Regions from separate parts of the Ovis aries genome. Here region 2 is linked to region 1. Evidence: chromatin contacts called from public Hi-C data. All regions are on one chromosome and are shown on one strand. The core of a region is the stretch at or near the end of the contact, and the rest is flanking DNA. Distances in the headings are between cores, read along the strand shown.

Region 1 (5,056 bases), core at 1,905-4,404:
GGAACAAAAGCAAGAAGGGCATTGTTATTTACTTCCTCTTTTCTTATTTTGCACATACATTGAGTAAGAACTGCTTTGAGTTTTTCAAGAGTGTTTGCCTGCTTATCTGCATAAATGAATAAAAACAGCTACAACAAATAGTTTCCTGCTTCACCCCAATACATCATTATCACAAGTTGAATATAAAGAGAGTAGACTAAAATCAAGTGCCACAAAATCCTTCCACTAAAGCTATTAACTTTTCATTAAAATCCTTAACTATGTACATTACTCAGGTACTACTTGCTATTCCTTTATACACAATGCAATCAGTTACGTGGATACTAAACTCAGAATGTAGCCTAGAATCATAAGAGAAAGGTTGCTAACGGTACGCTAAATGACAAGAAAATCTGTAATAGTATAGAAATCAAAAACAAATGGAGAAATCAAAAAAGATATACTCAGTGTAGCATCTTTCTGTATCTCGCAAGAATGTAGCTATTAACTGATTTAGTTCAAGGATGACAGAAGAGTTCCCTCAAATGGCCTTTAACCTTCCAAAAAAGGTAACAGTGTGGTTGATAAATGGTAAAGAAAGCCCTGTTGAAGAAGAGGGGAAAGAGAGATGTGTGCAATGTTTCGATAATAATTCTATTTGGAAAAATTCAGAGGACATAAAAATGACGAACATAAAATTTCAAGTCTTCAACTATACGTCATACTATATTCAGAATGATTTGTTATCCAAGGATTTCAGATTTGCAACTGTATCCACATTTAGTAAAAGACCTCAAATAAAAACCAAACATTTTTAAAACCTGTCTGTGTAGCACTTATTCTACCTTGCTCTACACACAGATGGGTGTCCTCTACTTATCTACCTACGTTTGTACCTATCCATCCATCCATCCATCCATCCATCCATCCATCCCTCCATCCCATCCACCCTTCCACTATTTCTCCCTTTGGCAGGACATCTCTTTGTCTGTCTGTCTTTCAGACTGTGTTTCTCTCTGACTGCTCTCTCCTCTGCCTGTGCACATCCGCTTTCCTCTGCACATCTCTGCGAGTGTCTGTGGCTCTGACTCTTTAGGGAGAATCCCCCTTTGACTGTTTTTCTGTGGTTGTCTCTGAGTGCGCCTTTTAGTGTACAAGTGTCTCTGTATGTGTCTCTGTTTTTCTGTGTATGTGTGTCTCCTCTCCTTACATGTCTGTCTCTGCATGTATGTGTATCTTCCATGTCTCTTTGTGCTCATCTCTGTCTCTTTCTGAGAGTGTCTGCGTGTACACAGGTGCCCCCCTCTCTCAGTGTGTCCCTTTCCCGTCTCCGCCCAACTCCTCTCTCTCTGTCACAGGATGTCTGTTTCTCTTACTCCGGTACCTCTCCATGAGTCTCGGGATGTGTGTCTTCTTGTGTGTATCTATGCATGCGTCTCTCTCTGTGTACCTCTATATGTGTACCTGTGTCTTTTTCATTGAGTTTACCATCTCCCCCCTGTGTCTGTGTCTCCTTTCTCTGTTTGGGTTTCTTTCTCTGAGTTTGCCTCTCTGCATGCATTTCTCTACTAGTCATTCTCTCAATCTCCTCTATCACTTTGTGGGTGTGTGTCTTTCTCTTTGTGTGTCTGCTTTCCTTTTTCTCTTTCAGTGTCTCTTGCTCTGTGCCTTTTCTCTTTCTCCTTGTGTCTCTTTTGCAGAATGTGGGTCTTTCTGTGTATACTTCCTTCCTTGCATGTGTGCGTGCGTGTGTGCTTGTGCTTATCTGCTCCTGTCTAATACACTGGTTAGAACAAACACACTTCATTCAGTGCCTTAAAGTAGCACATCACCTGGGGTTTGGTATTAATACCTTAAAAGTCCTTACCTTTTGACCAGTCCTCCATTTGCACTTCTGTTCTTGTTTGCTCTGGCAATGTCTCTGGTTTCTGCGCCAAGATTTGAGGCTAAAATAAAGCCAACTCTAGATAAATAAACTTAAAACAATATATCAGAACACACCTAAATCTTACCTTTGTTTAAGAGAGAATTTACAGGATAACTGGTTTTCTAAAACACTTATAATAGGACAATTAACTGTATATTTCAACACGTGAAATTAAATCTTTTTTCTCAGAAAAATAGTTCTTTCATTCACACTTACATTTTAGTAAATACAGTTCAAGGGTAAGTGTCTAGACATTCTTGCTCCTTTGGTTAGGGAACTATTCAATTTATTTAACTTAAGTCTTCTGCAACTATTAATACAACTTCAACAATTTAAGAAAAATAAAAATTTTACTCTATTTGTCATAAGTTTATAGCAAAAATTTCAAACTTATTTATTTGAATGTATATTTGCACATAAATATTTCATAGTGTGTAATTTTAAAATGTTACTCTAATTTTTTTAAAGGTTATTTTCAGCTTGTGGAATTATTGGTATTTCTCTCTTGCATTTGTTTTCATAATAAATATGATCAAAGCTATGCAAGTTCACTTTTTTGCATGCTTTTAAAGAGAATAATAAAATTAGATTCACCTCACAGCTAGAACTCTGCGTTCTTTAAAAAGTCCTCAAATAAAGCTGTAGCAAGCTTCTCCTATTCCAATTTTCTCTAAATATGTTGATCTGGAGTTGGCAATCTTTTTCTAAGTTCCTCATTTACTTTTGGATTAACTGAAAATATAGGAAGTTATTAATATCAAAGAAATATGTTCCAGTCAATGAAGCCATTTCCTTCCATATTGCCCAAAAAGGTTAATAATAATTGCAGTCTTTTAATAAGAGATTCATATAGCAAGACATGTAGAAAATACAGTCTTTAATAACCTCTGGAGTATTTTAAAACATGCCTTACAGGCCTTAATGTGCTTAGTAATATACTATTTAAAACCATAATTTTATCCCTTTGCGATATACAGTCACTCTTCCTCATCATTTACCCAGCTAATGAATGCCAGCAATTAGTAAAATGTAATCCCATTGCACAATCATTTTAATGCTTTTAGCACTCAGAAAAGTAAACACCAAATTAATACTGCTCAAGCCATATCAGATCCTAGTTGGAAGCAAGCAATTATAGTTCAGCTCCTCAGGTGTAATTAAATGATTGGAATGATTTAGTTCCATAAATGCAAGTTAATTCATAAGCAAGCAACAAATATACTGGGAGTAATTACAAGAAACATTGACAGTCTAAGTAGGGCTAATTCTTTTATGAGACTGATATAGTAAAATGCTGCCCTCTCCTGGGCATATAAGTGAATACTTCAGAGCCAAAAACAAAACATTTCCCCTTACCCAAAATCTAAGTTTTAAAAGGACACTAAAAAGGAAAAAAAAAAGAAATATATATATATATACACACATATATATATATTTATATATAAATTTGATTTCATTCCTTAAGCAAAAGATTTTCATTTATGGCTTATTGTGATAATTTTTTCACACTCTAGTAATTAGTGATTTTTCCATTCAAGTTCTGAATATGAGTCCCAAAACATACCAGGCAATTCCTATAATCTGATGAAACTAAATCATTCATATAGGACACTGGCTGCAAGTGAAACTTCTAGTTCCCTCTCGGACTGTCAGACCAACACCTATATTCTCTCAATGGTAAACCCTAACTAGACTGCTAGAGATTTAAGCTATGATTTTATAAGTACTAAAAATGGATAAAAAAAATAATCTCTGATGGATATAAAACAAAACACTCAGTATTACTGTGACTATACAAAATGGTCTAAACTAATTGTTTTTAATGAACTCCAATAACAACAATAACAAAAAAGACCTACAGCACCTGTATAATATCATTACAAGCTCATTTTAAAACATAAATAGCAGGCAGTACACAAAATAAAACACCCCAGTTTTACTTAAGCCATTCCCAACTTTTTACTTTTTTAGGCTAACATTCAGAACAAATTTACTTGAATACTACCTGATGTGTATCAACTAAATTTCTTACACTATACTTTTAGAAATGTATTTTTTACACATTTAAGTTATGATATAACCAGTAAGACTATGTTAACACATATGTATTTGTATCACTAAGCCTATTCAGAATCATCCCTTAAACTTTGTACAAAATTGAACATATGCTCAAACATAAACAATGGTATAACAAGTGTTTAGGGGAGCTGGTTTCCTGGTGAACTTGTTTCTAAAAGGAAAAATAATTTTAAAGAAAAAAAAAAAAACAAAAAACAAGTGTTTAATTCTCCAATAAATGCAATAGATACTTGCAGGGGATAATGCTTATCAGTATCAATTTTTTTAGTCCGGGAGGGAACAATATTCCTTTCTACTATGCTTTCAAATGCAGTAAAATAACTATATTCTAAGTCACAGCCTATGCAAACTATAGAAATAAACCAAAATATTAAAAAGTCCTGCCACTAAGTTTAAAATGTACAGCACATTTGCTTTGCCCTTGATGTCACAGTCTTATTTTTCAATTCATATCTTGTACACTGTAAGTTAATTGCTTTTGGAAAGTACTTATTATTCATGTAAAAATTAATGTGCCAATGTGTTTAAATCCTCTTAAATGACCATTCATGCATCTTTCTTCTTTAAGTACCAATGAAATCTGTCAAAAGACATCAATGCAAAATGGTCTTAAAGAAAGTTCTAATAGAGATTTTTTTTCTGCTAACACAAGATTTTCATATTCACCAACTTTACTTCAATTTCATTAATTTTTTAAGCTACTTTTAATAAATTCACCAAGTAAAATTTTTAGGCCCCATAGTCTGTCATTTGTGTTCCAGCTGACATTATGAATATTAATAACCGTGTTATCCTGATTAAATAGGCTTCATATGAAATCCCTGTGAATCCTATAGCTCAGACATCTCATTTTTCCAACTCTTTATGAATTTGGATTCAGACATTAAACTGGAAAAATCTTAAAAAACAGATTTAATGGCACATTTGCATATTGTCAAGCAAAAATTAGATGTTCTAATGATTCAAACAATTACAACTTACAGATCTACATATTGTAATAGAATAGAAGATTTTTGTAAACATGCAACATATTTTACACATCTATTCATTTTAGGACAAAGGATAAGACTA
Region 2 (4,832 bases), core at 1,263-3,762, 560 kb before region 1:
AATGCCTCCTACTAAGTTTTCAGAGATTCTAAACAATCCACCTCCTCCCTCTAGAATAGTGTAAGTACTTCCTCCAGAAGGAAATCTTTTTGAGCGAAATCATTCTTCTGAGATTCTTCTTGCCAAAGTAGAACTCTCCCTTTGAACCTCCCTTTCCAGTGATTCTACCCAGGGATGAACTGACATCAGTGCCTGCTTTAAGCCTAAAGAAAGATATCCTTAACCTTGAAACGCTGGAGGCTTATTTTTAAAGAAAAAGCGTCACTTCATATGGAGTCAGAATATTTCATGGGGGAGAAAACTTCAGAGAGGTTATGACACTTTGGAGCAGGGAGCTGGCTAGGAGAGAAAAAAGCAAGGACCTGTTTCAGAGAGTTGACAGAAACAGACACAGGCTATAGGCAGAGTGGGGAAGGCGGAGACTAGGCCTCCTGCTCATCTCACTGGACGCAGTGGGATATGTCTATCCTAGAACCTGGGCCTCAGCAGTTTACTCCCTGAGAGAGTCACCACACACCCAGATGCGGAGAAGGAAAGAGTGAGAGAGTGATGAGCCACCCCAAGGACACAGAGCCTACACTCAACCCAAAGACTTGTCCTCCCCAAAATGGTGCCGTGGGCCAGAGATCCAGGGCCAGCTTCAGTCTGTATGAAAGACAGCACGCTGGTGAGAACAAAATGATCATATCATGTGATTCCCCTGAGTTTAACTCCCCAGTGTCTCCCATTGTTCTAATGATAAATCCCCAACTAAGTTCCAGGTCCTATGAAGCCCTGCAGATTTGACCTGCATACACGTCACAGGTCCCCTCTCAGGAGACTTTCCCTCCATCCTTGTGCTGGAGCCACGGTCACCTTCCTAGTGCTCCCACCCTGCTCCTGCTCCTCTCAGGGACTTTTCTGCCTAAAATGCTCTTACCTCTACTCTTCACCAACTCCAGTGTCCATTAAGTGTCATTCATTTCATGGACGCCAACCAACCTATCTTCCATCACCCTAACTTTCTCTTTTAGCACTTGATACAATTTTATTAAACCCTAATGTCTTTAATGGCTTGACTTAGACTGGAAGATCCATGAAAGCAGGAGCTGTACCTACCATAAAGTCTCAGCACCAACACGGTGTCAGACCCAGAGTGAGTGCTTGCTAAATGTTTGCTGACTAAATGCCTGAGAATGAACGAAGCTGTGCAGGAGAACATGGGAGAGACTTCAGTTAATAACATGTCCTGTTTCTGGCATTCTGAAAACCCCCCAGATTAATGTTTCCTCAGTACCCATTCAGCCATACACAGAGATTTTATAAATTATAAACAAAATAGAGCTTTTAAAAACTTGTCCAATAATTTTAGTCTGTCTTCAAAGCCAAAATATGACATTTTTATTAATAACAGTGGGAGGAAAGGAGAAAATATACAGAAGGATTAAAATACTGTAGCACAATCCATGTGCTATGCCTTTCTACCATTTGACTTAATGGACTAATTTTAATTTTGTGAATTTTAAAACTTAGATCTCCAATTATGCTACTTTCTCCTCTCTGTTATTGTAGGCAGTTGCCCTGGCATAAACAGAGCAGAAAAAGGTATCTGGGCAAGAACTGATTACTACCAGGTAACAGGACTGGAAAGCTATTAGAGTGATCAGAGATAATTACCAAGTAGTAAGATTTCTTTCTGTGGCACTAATGGTAAAGAACCCACTTGCCAATACAGGAGACACAGGAGACATGGGTTCAATCCCTAGGTCGGGAAGGTCCCCTGGAGAAGGAAATGGCAACTCACTCCAGTATTCTTGCCTGGAGAATTCCATGGAAAGAGGAGCCTGGTGGGCTAGAGTCCATGGGGTCACAAAAAGTCAGACACAACTGAAGCAACTTAGTAGGCACTGCACCAATACAAGATTGATCTCAATTCTTTCCTGAAGTCTAGTTGAGTTTGGTGCTTCTCCAGATTTCATGTGCACATGAATCACTTCAGATTAAACTGCAGATTCTTCTTCAATAAATGTTCAGTGAGGTCCAAGATTCTGCACTTCTAACAATCTCGTAGAATGTGTACACTATTAGTTCAAAGATCACAGTTAAAGAAGTAAGGAAGCTTAGAACAACTAGACTGGGCAACACAGACTGGCACAGGTCAGAGGGCACATTATTTCCCTGAAAGAAAAGATTTTCTTCACTGAGCTAGAGCCCAAAGTGCTAAAAATAACTATTTCATTATGAGGCTGGTGTAACTTAGATCTAAAGGGTGAACAGTAAACATCATCTGTCGCCAGCAGAGGGCAGCAGAGGGCAGGGTAAATTGCGCAGGACTCCTCCCACCCCCCACAACAGCCCAAATACCCCGAAAGTAAACTTAATTAAGCTCAAAACAGAACACAGGTAAGAGAGCAGTTGGAAAAGCAAGACGCTGACAGAGTCAGCAGCAAGGAGAGAGATGTTCACACAGGCCAGAATAAACTCGAAGGAGGGAACGCTTTGTAGCAGTGGCAGCTGCTCGGGAGACCCAAGCTCCAGTTCAGACAGGAAAAGGGAGCAGTGCCTTTGGGCCAGCCACTCTCTCACCAACAGCCTTGATTCCCTCGCGGAAAATCGGGAAAAAATGCAGAGTGGTCTCTAATGGACATTTTCAACCTTCACATCCTATGATCAGTGCTCCTGGTTCTGGGTTTGAGAACACTGGAAGGATCCCTATACTACGGGCAAGGGGTGGGGAGTCAGAGGGCGGACAGGGTTGAGGTGGCTAGTCCCTCTGCTGGGTGAAGCCCAACAAGCCTTCAGTTTGCTCTGAAAGTTGGGATTCCTTGGTGGCTGTGGGGGGGGTTTGTTTTGTTTTGGTCTTTACGCTGTTAAAAATTGCATGCAAATAATTAAAAAGTAAATAGGACTAAAAGGCTTATAACTGAAACAAAGTCTTTCTTCCTCTTATCCTCCTCATCCTTTTCCTCAGGAGCAATGTCTTTGAATTCGTTTCTTCTCCAATTTGCCTCCGTATTTCCAAATAATATATAATATAATCCTGTTACTTGACCCAGCTGGGCTTCCCAGGTGGCGCTAGTAGTAAAGAATCCACCTGCCAACACAGGTGACTCTGGTTCAATCCCTGGGTCAGGAAGATCCCCTGGAGAAGGAACTGGCACCCCACTCCAGTATCCTTGCCTGGAAAATCCCATGGACAGAGGAGCCTGGCGGGCTACAGTCCATGGGGTCACAAAGAGTCGGACTCGACCGGCATTACTGCTACTATTGGCTTTTTCTGTGGCAGATTAGATACTAACTCAATCACGCCATCTCTTCCCTTCATTATTCTCCAAAAATAATCGGTCTTACTTTTTGAATCATATCTACATTTGTCACAAGCAAAGAAAGACCATTAGCAATTCCTGGGAAATTAAAGTAGAATCCGGGTAATAAAACACAGGCTAACCTTTTTCTTTCCTTTTGTGATTCGTTTCACTTGTTCATAGAGGGCCACACACAGAGGCCTCGCATCCAGCCCTTCAAACCAGAGTTCCCGAGTCCACGGGCTGCAACTGACACAGCCAACGACTGCCGACGACCAGGCACAGCACTTAGATCAAGATAGCGGCGGCAGGTCGCTTGCAGAGACCCTGCGCCTGTGCTGTGATCTAAAGCCTGAGCAGGACGCCTGCCCCAGACTCAGGCGAGTTCCGCCCCATTCCTGGTGCCTGCAGAGAACCCAGCTGAGCAGCCCCGCCCCAGGCCTATGGGGACAGCATGCCCTCTAGAGCCCAAACACAGGCCTTTCCATTCTCTTCCTGTTTTGTGCGTGCTGGCTCAGTGTCTGCGACTCTTTGCAACCCCAAGGACAGTAGCCCCCCAGGCTCCTCTGTCCGTGGAATTTTCCAGGCAAGAATACAGGAGCCAGTTGCCATTTCCTTGTCCAGGGGATCTTTTCCCACCCAGGGATGGAACCCTTATGTCTTCTGCACTGGTAGGCCGATTCTTTACCTGCTGAGCCACCTCCGTTCTCTTAGGAAGAAACAAAGCTTTGCTTCTGAATCAAACCTGGTCTCATTCCATTGGTTCTAATGACACCAGGCAGGAGGACCCTTGTTGGGGCCAGACTCGAAAGTGTTGGTAACATAGTCACTGTTTTTATTATAACTATATAAATATTACTTAGGTAACATACTGTGTCAAGTAATATACTGTGATTACACTTAGTTTCTTGTACAACCTTCTTCATTCTTTCTGGAGTTATTTCTCCTCTGATCTCCGGTAGCCTATTGGTCATCTTCTGACCTGGGGAGTTCATCTTTCAGTGTCCTATCTTTTTACCTTTTCGGGAGGGATTGGAGGCAGGAGGAGAAGGGGACAACAGAGGATGAGATGGCTGGATGGCATCACTGACTTGATGCACGTGAGTCTGAGGGAACTCCGGGAGTTGGTGATATACAGGGAGGCCTGGTGTGCAGCGATTCATGGGGTCGGACACAACTGAGCGACTGGACTGAACTGAACTGACTGTTCATCCCATTCTCAAGGCAAGAGTACTGAAGTGGTTTGCCATTCCCTTCTCCAGTGGACCACATTCTGTCAGAACTCTCCACCATGACCCGTCCGTCTTGGGTATCCCTAACACAGCATGGCTCGTAGTTTCATTGAGTTAGACAAGGCTGTGGTCCATGTGATCAGATTGGTTAGTTTCCTGTGACTGTGGTTTTCAGCCTGTCTGCCCTCTGATGGAGAAGGATAAGAGGCTTATGGAAGCTTCCTGATGGGAGAGACTGACTGACAGGGAAACTGGGTCTTGTTCCGATGGGCAGGGCCGTGTTCAGTAAATCTTTAATCCAATTTTCTGTTGATGG

What was found. A called contact is a pair of places that touch in the nucleus more often than the background predicts.
Region 2: a Hi-C map of liver shows a contact between it and region 1, with 4 times the contacts expected there. The contact joins two enhancer-like sites. A contact is called at or near these places in 6 of 16 Hi-C or Micro-C datasets (hypothalamus, liver, muscle and 2 more).

The regions. Positions count from the first base shown.
Region 1 is chr18:45,217,794-45,222,849 of ARS-UI_Ramb_v3.0, reverse strand. MIPOL1 (mirror-image polydactyly 1) reads right to left here. Exons shown (of 18, transcript XR_009597113.1): 2 at 1,847-1,925. Among named protein-coding and RNA genes, the nearest start is that of MIPOL1, 56 kb to the right of the region's middle. Within about 2 kb of position 3,154, at least 2 of the 54 cell types and tissues checked have an H3K27ac peak or open chromatin away from gene starts, as enhancers often do. A contact at or near this core is called in liver, where this site is marked.
Region 2 is chr18:45,773,046-45,777,877 of ARS-UI_Ramb_v3.0, reverse strand. No RefSeq gene overlaps it. Among named protein-coding and RNA genes, the nearest start is that of TTC6, 270 kb to the right of the region's middle. Within about 2 kb of position 2,512, at least 7 of the 54 cell types and tissues checked have an H3K27ac peak or open chromatin away from gene starts, as enhancers often do. A contact at or near this core is called in liver, where this site is marked.